2 separate regions of the Pan troglodytes genome follow, and region 2 is linked to region 1. A link is a contact called in public capture Hi-C data. All regions are on one chromosome and are shown on one strand. The core of a region is the stretch at or near the end of the contact, and the rest is flanking DNA. Distances in the headings are between cores, read along the strand shown.

What was found. Capture Hi-C pulls out chosen DNA fragments and counts their contacts.
Region 2: a contact with region 1 is called in a capture Hi-C map of stem cell-derived neural stem cells, with 3 times the contacts expected there. The contact joins two enhancer-like sites. A contact is called at or near these places in 2 of 7 Hi-C or Micro-C datasets (induced pluripotent stem cells and stem cell-derived neural progenitor cells) and 1 of 1 other capture datasets (stem cell-derived neural stem cells).

Annotation. Positions count from the first base shown.
Region 1 is chr11:23,809,091-23,813,464 of NHGRI_mPanTro3-v2.0_pri, reverse strand. It overlaps TMEM268 (transmembrane protein 268), which reads left to right. Exons shown (of 11, transcript XR_010148587.1): 9 at 2,386-2,651; 10 at 2,784-3,081; 11 at 3,319-4,374. Among named protein-coding and RNA genes, the nearest start is that of TEX53, 15 kb to the right of the region's middle. Within about 2 kb of position 2,599, at least 3 of the 24 cell types and tissues checked have an H3K27ac peak or open chromatin away from gene starts, as enhancers often do. A contact at or near this core is called in stem cell-derived neural stem cells, where this site is marked.
Region 2 is chr11:24,038,243-24,042,702 of NHGRI_mPanTro3-v2.0_pri, reverse strand. All of the region lies in intron 7 of WHRN (whirlin), which reads right to left. Among named protein-coding and RNA genes, the nearest start is that of AKNA, 15 kb to the left of the region's middle. Within about 2 kb of position 1,797, at least 3 of the 24 cell types and tissues checked have an H3K27ac peak or open chromatin away from gene starts, as enhancers often do. A contact at or near this core is called in stem cell-derived neural stem cells, where this site is marked.

The DNA of each region.
Region 1 (4,374 bases), core at 1,350-3,849:
AGCTAATCTTATGAACCATGTGGGGTTTCTGCTTTTTTGAGTGATAATGATGGAAAGATATTGATGCCATTTGTGGAGCACTAGGCACTGGGCTCAATGCTTTCTGTCTATTAGTCTCTCTGTCTCTTTTTTTTTTTTTCGAGAGGGAGTTTTGTTCTTTTGCCCAGGCTAGAGTGAAGTGGTGTGATCTCGGCTCACTGCAAACTCCATCTCCCAGGTTCAAGCAATCCTCCTGCCTCAGCCTCCCAAGTAGCTAGGATTACAGGCGTCCGCCATGATGGCTGGCTAATTTTTGTATTTTTAGTAGAGATGGGCTTTCACCATGTTGGCCAGGCTGGTCTTGAACTCTTGACCTCAGATGATCCACCTGCCTTGGCCTCCCAAAGTGCTAGGATTACAGGTGTGAGCCACCACGCCCGGCCTCTATTAGTCTCTTTAATCCTCACTCTAACTTAGAGGGGTCAGTGCCACTATTTTCCTTATTCTACCAATGAAGAAATGGGCTCAGTAATGTGAAGTGACTGCTCTGGGTTAGTCATAGAGTGGCTGAGTTGAAACTCCCTCTTGGCCTTTTTGACTTTAAAGCCTATCCTTAATTACTAACTCTACAGACATACCTAGTGTAACCCACACTTCATTTCATTACATTCAGAGTGGACACAAGTATTGCGAAAGAGCTTCAACCCCATGCTTAAGGAAGTTAAGCATTTCCCCTGAGATCCCATCTTCTAGACCAGTGAATGGATCTTTACAGACCAACTGTGTTAATAAGAATGTGCATTAAGGCCTAGCGCCGTGGCTCACGCCTGTAATCCCAACACTGTAGGGAGGCCAAGGCAGGAGCCCAGGAGTTCAAGACCAGCCTGAGCAACATAGTAAGATCCCATGTCTTTTTTTTTTTTTTTTTGAAACGGAGTTTTGTTCTTTTTGCCCAGGCTGGAGTGCAATGGTGCCATCTTGGCTCACTGCAACCTCTGCCTCCGGGTTCAAGTGATTCTCCTGCCTCAACCTCCCAAGTAGCTGGGATTACAGGCATGTGCCACCACGCCTGGCTAAATTTTTTTTGTGTTTTCAGTAGAGACGGGGTTTCACCATGTTGACAGGCTGGTCTTGAACTCCTGACCTCAAGTAATCTCTCCTGCCTTGGCCTCTCAAAGTGCTGGGATTACAGGCATGAGCCACTGTACCCGGCTGTACTGTGTCTTTAAAAAAGAAAAAAAAGTACATTACATTCAATTTTTTAATCCTTTTTTACTTAAAATTTTTTTATTGTGGCAAATATACATAATATAAAATGTACCATCTTAACCATTTTAAGTATATAGTTCAGCAGCATGAGGTACATTCACATCGTTATGCAACCATCACCATCAGCCATCTGCAGAATGTTTTCCTCTTCCCAAATTGAAGCTCTGTGCTCATTAAACACTAACTTCCCCTTCCCTCCTTCCTCCCCACCCTCAACCCCTAGAAACCACCATTTTACTTTCTCTCCCTGTGAACTGATTACTCTAGGTGCCTCGTATTAGTGGAATCATACAGTACATGTCCTTTTGTGATAAACCTAATTTTTATAAGCAATCTCTTTTTTTCCCTTTTTTATGTTTTTCTTTCTTTTTTTTACTGTCAGTGATCATATTTCAATGTAAGCAGTTTCTTTTAATATGTTAGGAGTACTTGTGTAAAGAAATCTACCAGGTACCTTGTATGAATTAAATAATTCTGCTATAATGGGAATATTCCTCTCCCCGCCTCCACATTTAACTAGTAATTTTCTTCAAGTGAGTCACTTTGATCTCATGTACTTTACAGACTCATAGACATTTGAAAGTGGAAAAAATGTATTTGTGGCTGGCTAGGTTTACTTTCTTTTTATATTTTTAAAATATATTTTTAATTTTAATTTTATTTTTGTAGAGACAGAGTCTCGCTCTGTTGCCCAGGCTGGTCTCAAACTCCTGACCTCAAGTGATCTTCCTACCTCGGCCTACCAAAGTGCTGGGATTACAGGTTTGAACAACCATGACTGGCCAGCTAGGCTTAAAAAATTAGATAATTAGAAATTAGGTAATTTCTCTAGGGCTTCGAGGTTGCATATTTTTTTTGTGCGTATTATTATTGCCATTCAGCAGTTAGTTACCCACCTTGGCAACGAGGACACTGAGGCTGCAGGAGCCCCACAGGCCATGAGTTGCAGAACTGGGCTTCTGGACCAGGCTGGCATCTTCTGAGAGTCCCAGGTGCTGACCTGGCCTGGTTCTTCCTAGTGAGCATCACTGCTGGGTCCAGGGGCAAGAAAGCAGCATGGCCTTCCCCTGGTGCCTAAGCCCTTTTTCCTCAAGGGGCTCCCCTGTGGTATTCAATCTGCTTCCCTGCCTCTTCTAGGAAATGGCCCGCCAGCTGCTGGCAGTGTTTGGCGGTTACTACATCCGGCTTCTAGTGACCTCCCAGCTCCCTCAGGCAATGGGGACACGACACACGAACTCTCCGAGAATTCCATGCCCCTGCCAGCTCATAGAAGCCTACATCCTAGGCACAGGGTGCTGCCCGTTCCTGGCGAGGTGACCTAGGGATGAAGGTACTCATCTTCCTTCAAGACTGAGCAGTCAGGAAGGCTTCAGGAGCCCAAGATGGCCAATGGGGAGCCCCAGGTGAGGAGAGAAGCATCTGGGGGCACTCCAAAAGGGGCCTGTGATGTCAGCCACTGGGGTGTTGTGCTCACTTCAGGGCCCAGCACAAAAATCCTTGTTTGACATCTCATGCTGACCCCCTGGCCTTTGCAGAAGCTGATGGTTACAGAGCTAGTCCCACCAAAGCTACTCTCTCTGCTGCTTAGAACTGTGGACACGTATGGAAAGACTGGACCCCCATTGCTTTCATTGTTCAGAGAACCCAGGAGACATGAAGATGACCAGACTGGGCAAATTATGTGTCCAAAACTTGGCCTCAGATGATGTTTCCATCTCCAACCCCTTCATGCCAGATGGGGAAACTGAGGCTCAGAGAGGATACTGCTCTATGTGGCATTGCCTTGAACCCCTAAAATTATCAGACTGCCTTTTTCCAATATAAAGAAAAAAAGTAAGTTTTCAGAATTCTCTCAATTTTTAAGTTTTTCTCCCCCATATTTTGTGAAAAGCAGTGGTATGTGTATGTGTTGTCTACCAGTACACAGGCTGCAGAAGACAGAGACAGAAGAAAGAGATCAAGGGCAGATAACTGTTGATAGGAATATTTGAGAAAGATTGATCCTGTTTGACTTGAGGACTTATTTTGTTCACAGGCATGCACGCTTGTGGTTGTGGTTTTATATTACAGATGTAGAACAACGGTTATGTTTCCCGACATGAACATTGTCCTGGAATGAAGCGTGATCAGCCACTTGTGGAATTCTTTGAAGAGCTCAGAGGCTTCCAAGTGATCTGCTCCTGAACAAGTTTGAAGACCTATTGTTTCATAGACCCAAGACCAAACGCATCTAAAGGATCCCCAGCCCCCAAGACCTAGCCTTTGTCTGCGATTTTGGCTTCATCTCCCACAAAACCCCTTTATGAGTTCACGCTCTTTCCTGGACTGACTTACCTATTCCTTTCCATTTGTTGGACTCCTATTCATGCTTCAAAGTCCAGCTTTCTGAAGCCCTTCTTTAGGAAGCCTTCCCACACAGCCAACCCTGCTGCTCTCTGCCTCCTTTAAATTCTTGATACAGCTGCTGCTTGTTCTGATGTTTTATGGTATTGATTCTGTTTTCCTGTGTATATGCCAGTTTTTCTAGCTAGACTGTAAACTCCTTAAGGACAGAGACTACACCTTGTACTTTTTGTGCATGACCTGGACCTGCTAAGGAAAAAAAAAAAATCCTGTGGATTGATTGCTTTGCCATCCCCACAGCAGCTTTTGCAAATTGCTTTCCAAACTCACTTGAATGATGACATTGCTATGGACCTGGGTTCTGGACCTGATCTGCCACTTCAAGCTGTGTAATTTTTGGCAAGTTGCTTTCTTTGCCTGGTCCTCAGTTTGCCCATCAATATAATGGGTGGATTGGATGATTTTTTTTTTTTTTTTTAATTGAGATGGAGTCTTGCACTGTCACCCAGGCTGGAGTGCAGTGGCGCGATCTTGGCTCACTGCAACCCCCGCCGCCTAGGTTCAAGTGATTCTCATGCCTCAGCCTCCCAAGTAGCTGGGACTACAGGTGTGCACCACTACTCCTGGATAATTTTTTGTGTTTTTAGTAGAGATGGGGTTTCGCCATGTTGGCCAAGCTGGTCTTGAACTCCTGACCTCAGGTGATCCACCCGCCTCAGGCTCCCAAAGTGCTGGGATTACAGACGTGAGGCACCACAACCGGCCTGGATGATTCTTAAGGGC
Region 2 (4,460 bases), core at 548-3,047, 230 kb before region 1:
CAGGAAGCTCTTATCAGGCAGCCATGACTTTCCAGGGAAGCTCAGGGAGGGTGTGACTTTTTCCCAGAAAGGGTATTAGAGAACTACAAAGGACCTACTGTGTGCCAGGCCCCGTGCTGGGTGTTTTACTTATATTATCTCATTTGATCCTCCCAATGACCCTGTGAGGCAGGCACTAGGACTGTCCCTTGTCACATCGATTACACCTGAAGTTCAGAGAGGGAAGAGACTTGTCCAAGGTCATCTGACCGTTCTACAGAAGGTGAGGTTTCTAACCCGGGTCTGGGTCACCCCAACGCCCATACTACACTGTCCCAACCCCAGAAATGAACAGGGCCTTGATGTCATAGGAACCTGAGGCCCCCATGACCAACCCTCTTGGAAATGAGAGAGAAGGCAGCCATAGCTGGCCCTGTCCTCAGCCTCATTCCCTGCTACTAACTGCATCCTGGGGACATGGCAGGTGGAGGTGGAGGGTTGGGAGGGTGAGGGGTAGACGAGGGATGAATATCCAGCCCTGTCGGGGAGGCCTGAAGTGGAGCAAATGGCAGACGGGTCGGAGCCCAGCCCTCTGAGCCCAGCCCTGCCAGACTCCATCTGCTGAATCCAGACGCTCAGGAGTCCCAAGTCCCCAAGCCATGTTCCTTATGCATCTGAAATAGCTGCAGACAGCCGGCTAAGAACCCGGGGGATGCGTCAGCAGAAACGCCTGCGGAACGGGCTTCCAGAGGAGGCTCAAGGTCAGAGCTCATGCAGGAGCTGGGCCTGTTCACTTTCACCACCACCCACACACAATCACAGCCACCTGGGCCCCCTCCCCCTGTACCCACTGAGGCCAGAGCCTCAGTGAGGGCATAGACCTGGCGGCTCCATTAATCCTGCCAGATGGGACCCTTCACCCACTCTACAGCTGAGGTGACTGAAGATCAGAGAGGGAAGGTCATCTGTCCAAGGTCACACAGCAAGGACAGGGCAGAAAGCTGAACTCTATTCAAGGCCCGACTCCATATCCCCGACAAAAACCTGCTTCCCATAAGAGCCAAGATGACCTGCTGCCATTGTTCTTCCACCTCCTTCCTCAAACCTGTGGCAGTTCAGCAAATTCCCTTTTTTTCAGAGAAAAGAACCCCTTATTTCCTGAGTTGGCCCAATCAGGGCCCAGGTATCACAGAAGTGTGGTCTTGGGGAACTGTAAGGGGATGAAATGAAGAGGGGCAACCTTTGCGGGGTGGACTCAGGGGCAGGTAAGGCTCCCCTGCATGATGTCAAAGCCTGAGGCTGCCTGGGCACCGCGGGGCCACCTCAGCAAAATGCAGCTTCTCCCTCCTAGCCCTTCTCCTCCCCTCAGCCCAATTCCGGGTTTCTAGGCCTCCTTCCCCTCATTACAATGGGAGGGCTGTTACATAAAGGTGCTATTTCCAGCTCTTTGTTCGTCGGGCTTCTGTACTTCTGTCAAGCCAACAGGGTCCCCCAACTCCCATCCCAAAATGCACCAGAGGCCTAAGGCTGAGTGGTTCTTTCTTCATTCTGTATGTGGGGAAACTGAGGCACTGAGTCACAAAGGCCTCTGGATATTCGCCAGTGGGGGCCTAGATTTTGCCTGAAGGGGCTGCTGACAGGAAGGGAGATAAAGGCAGAGGGAGAAAGAGATTAGAGGGAGAATAACAGAAAAGAGAGAGAACAGAAGATTCAGCAGAAAAGGCACAGGCGGAGAGCAATGTAGAGAAACTGAAGAAGCAAAGAAAAAAGCAGGGCAAGGCCGGTGGCACGGCCAGAGCTGGGCTGGGAAGAGGAGCTTGTAATCCCAGGAAAGGCTACGGGGGTAGGGAGATGGAGGGACAGGGATGTGAGCCAGGGAGAGCCAGGAAGTCCTGGCATTCCTGGGGGGCAGCGGGGCTCCCCAGAGTGAAGGGTCAGGGGCCAGGGAGCCAGAGATTTGTGGGACAAGACCCTGGAAGTGTCAGTCATGCAGGTGGCGACGGGGAATCATTGGACCCGCAATCTCTCCAAGCACAGGGTAGGGGTGTAAGTCTGTGGGCCAAAGGGAAAGGTCAGAGGTGCAGAATGGGAGAGAAATAATCCTGAAAGCAGCTAACTGGGCCCCGCACTGGCTGGTGTGGCTGAGATCACAAGAACAACCTCAACACTGGGCCAGCACTGTGCTTTTCTACCAGCCTGTCTATTCTGGCTATCATATTTGACCGCCAAATCACAACATTAGGGAGCTCTCTGGGAAGCTTCTGCATGAAGCCTTCCTGAGATGGGGCAGAAGTCACTGCCTCCTTGTAACCAGGCCTGTGCCCTGCTGAACAGACCAGGCTTCCTCCTGCTAAGCTGAAACCTGCTCCACGCCTCCCTCCCTGTGGTCTTAAGAAAAGGACGTCAGTGGAAAGAGAGAGTGACCCAGAATCTCTAGAAGGTTAAGGCAAGCAGAGCCCTCAGGATAAGGCTGGAAACCAGCGCTCCTGGGAGGGAATGCAGGCACCCGAGAACTTGGCTGGGGGAACTGTTACATCTTCATTTCCATTAACCTCTAACTGAAAGGCCACGTTTCCTTTCATTGCTAACAGAAGCAACAAAGCCTCAGAGGAACTGGTCATGGTCACCCACAGAGAGCACTGATCTTTCACGTCACATTCCAGCTGCTGCAGATGTCACAAAATCCCATTTATGCACTTCTTGGCTTCACAGTTACAGCAGTTACTGACTCACTGCTCAACCCTGTTATTGCTGTCCTAAAGTAGCATGTTTTACGTTGTGTTTTCATATTCTGAAAATTATATCAGGTATTTCCTGATGTAATTTGTCATCCTATGTATTGTGTTTTATTTTAAACATTTAAAGCTTTATTCTAAGAAGGGATCCCAGCACTTCACCAGCCTGCCAGAGGGGTCTATGGCACAGAAATGAGGAAGACCCCCAGTCCTAAGTCAGTGCTTTGTCCAAGTTCCCCTTTGATAGCTTGGGAAGTCCTCACTCAGAGGGCAGCTGGGGCCAGCCCATGTTCAAACAGGCTCTGACCTCCATGGGCTTGGCTCTGTTTGGTGGAAAGAGCTTCCAGCAATCCCAAGTTGTCACAGGGGAAGGCAGGTGTTCCATAAACCGCTACAGAGACAGCAAAGCACTGGCTGAGAGGAATGGTCCTATTCAGGCTCCAGGTAAAGCTGTGGCCGGCCTGAGAGGCTTTAATGCCTCTGGGCAAACTGATGATTCTGGAAGGTGCAGGGGGCACATGCTGAGGCCTCCCTGGGATGGAGTGGGCTCTTCTACTTAAGGAGAAGACACCTATCATCCTCGATATGCCCTCTCTGGGCACTCAGCAGCTTCCTGGGGTGGGGGATAGGAGGTCATCTGGACAGGAGCAACAGCCTCTCCTGGTCACCCGCATCCACCTTGCACCTCTGGGCTCTCTCCACACAGAAGAGGCAGCTTAAAAAAATGTAAACAGAGGGCTGGGTGCTGTGGCTCACACCTGTAATCCTAGCACTTTGAGAGGCCAAGGCGGGAGGATCCCTTGAGGCCAGAAGTTTGAGACCAGCTTGGGCAACATAATGAGACCCCCATCACTACAAAAAAATGTAAAAATTAGCTGTGCATGGCAGCATGTGCGCCTGTGGCCCCAGCTACTCAGGAGGCTGAGGTGGGAGGACCACTTAAGCCCAGGAGTTCAAGGCTGTAGTGAGCTACCCCAACAGAGACCCTATCTCTTAAAAAAAAAAAACACACAAACAGGATCACATCACATCCCTACTCAAGATTCTCCAGAGTATCCCATGGTTTTAGGGTTAAACACAAACACCTCCCGCTCCTGACCCTCGCCCCTCTACCCCTCACTCCTGACACTCCAGCCCTACTGGTCTCCTTCCATTCTTCTGAGTGGCCATGTGCCAACCTGCTCAGGGCCCTCAGACATGCCCGGCCAGCTCCTCAGCTGTCTCACCTCATCTATTGCCTGGCTGTAGCCAACAACTTCAGATCTTAGCTTCAACCTCTCTCTCCAAGTACCCCAGACTGGTCGGGGCCCATGTATGTTCTCACACCACCCTTCAGCCCGCTTTATCAGAGTGTGAGTTATGGAGATGATTTGAGTTGAGGTAGCCTCCTCCACTGGACTTGATCAGCTTCAAGAGCACAGGCTCAGCCCCTGGCAGGCAGGAGATGCTCCACAAAGGCTGCTGCATAGAAGAAGGAGTGGCTGAACGCATGACTGAAGGAATACATGGAGTTCCTCTCTTACCCCGCTCATGGATGGAGAAGGATTCTCTAAACCATCCAGGCTGGACCAAAGTCAGGATGCAGGAGGAAAAATAAGGCCCTTTGACAGTTTTCTACTTGTTTCTGAAAAAAAAAGCTGGTTTGACAGTGAGGGGTCCCTGCAGCTGGAGGGGCCTGAGACAGGCCTGAGCTTCTCCCAGTTCACTGTGCTGCAGACAAGGAGGGAGGCACAGAGGCCATGGAAG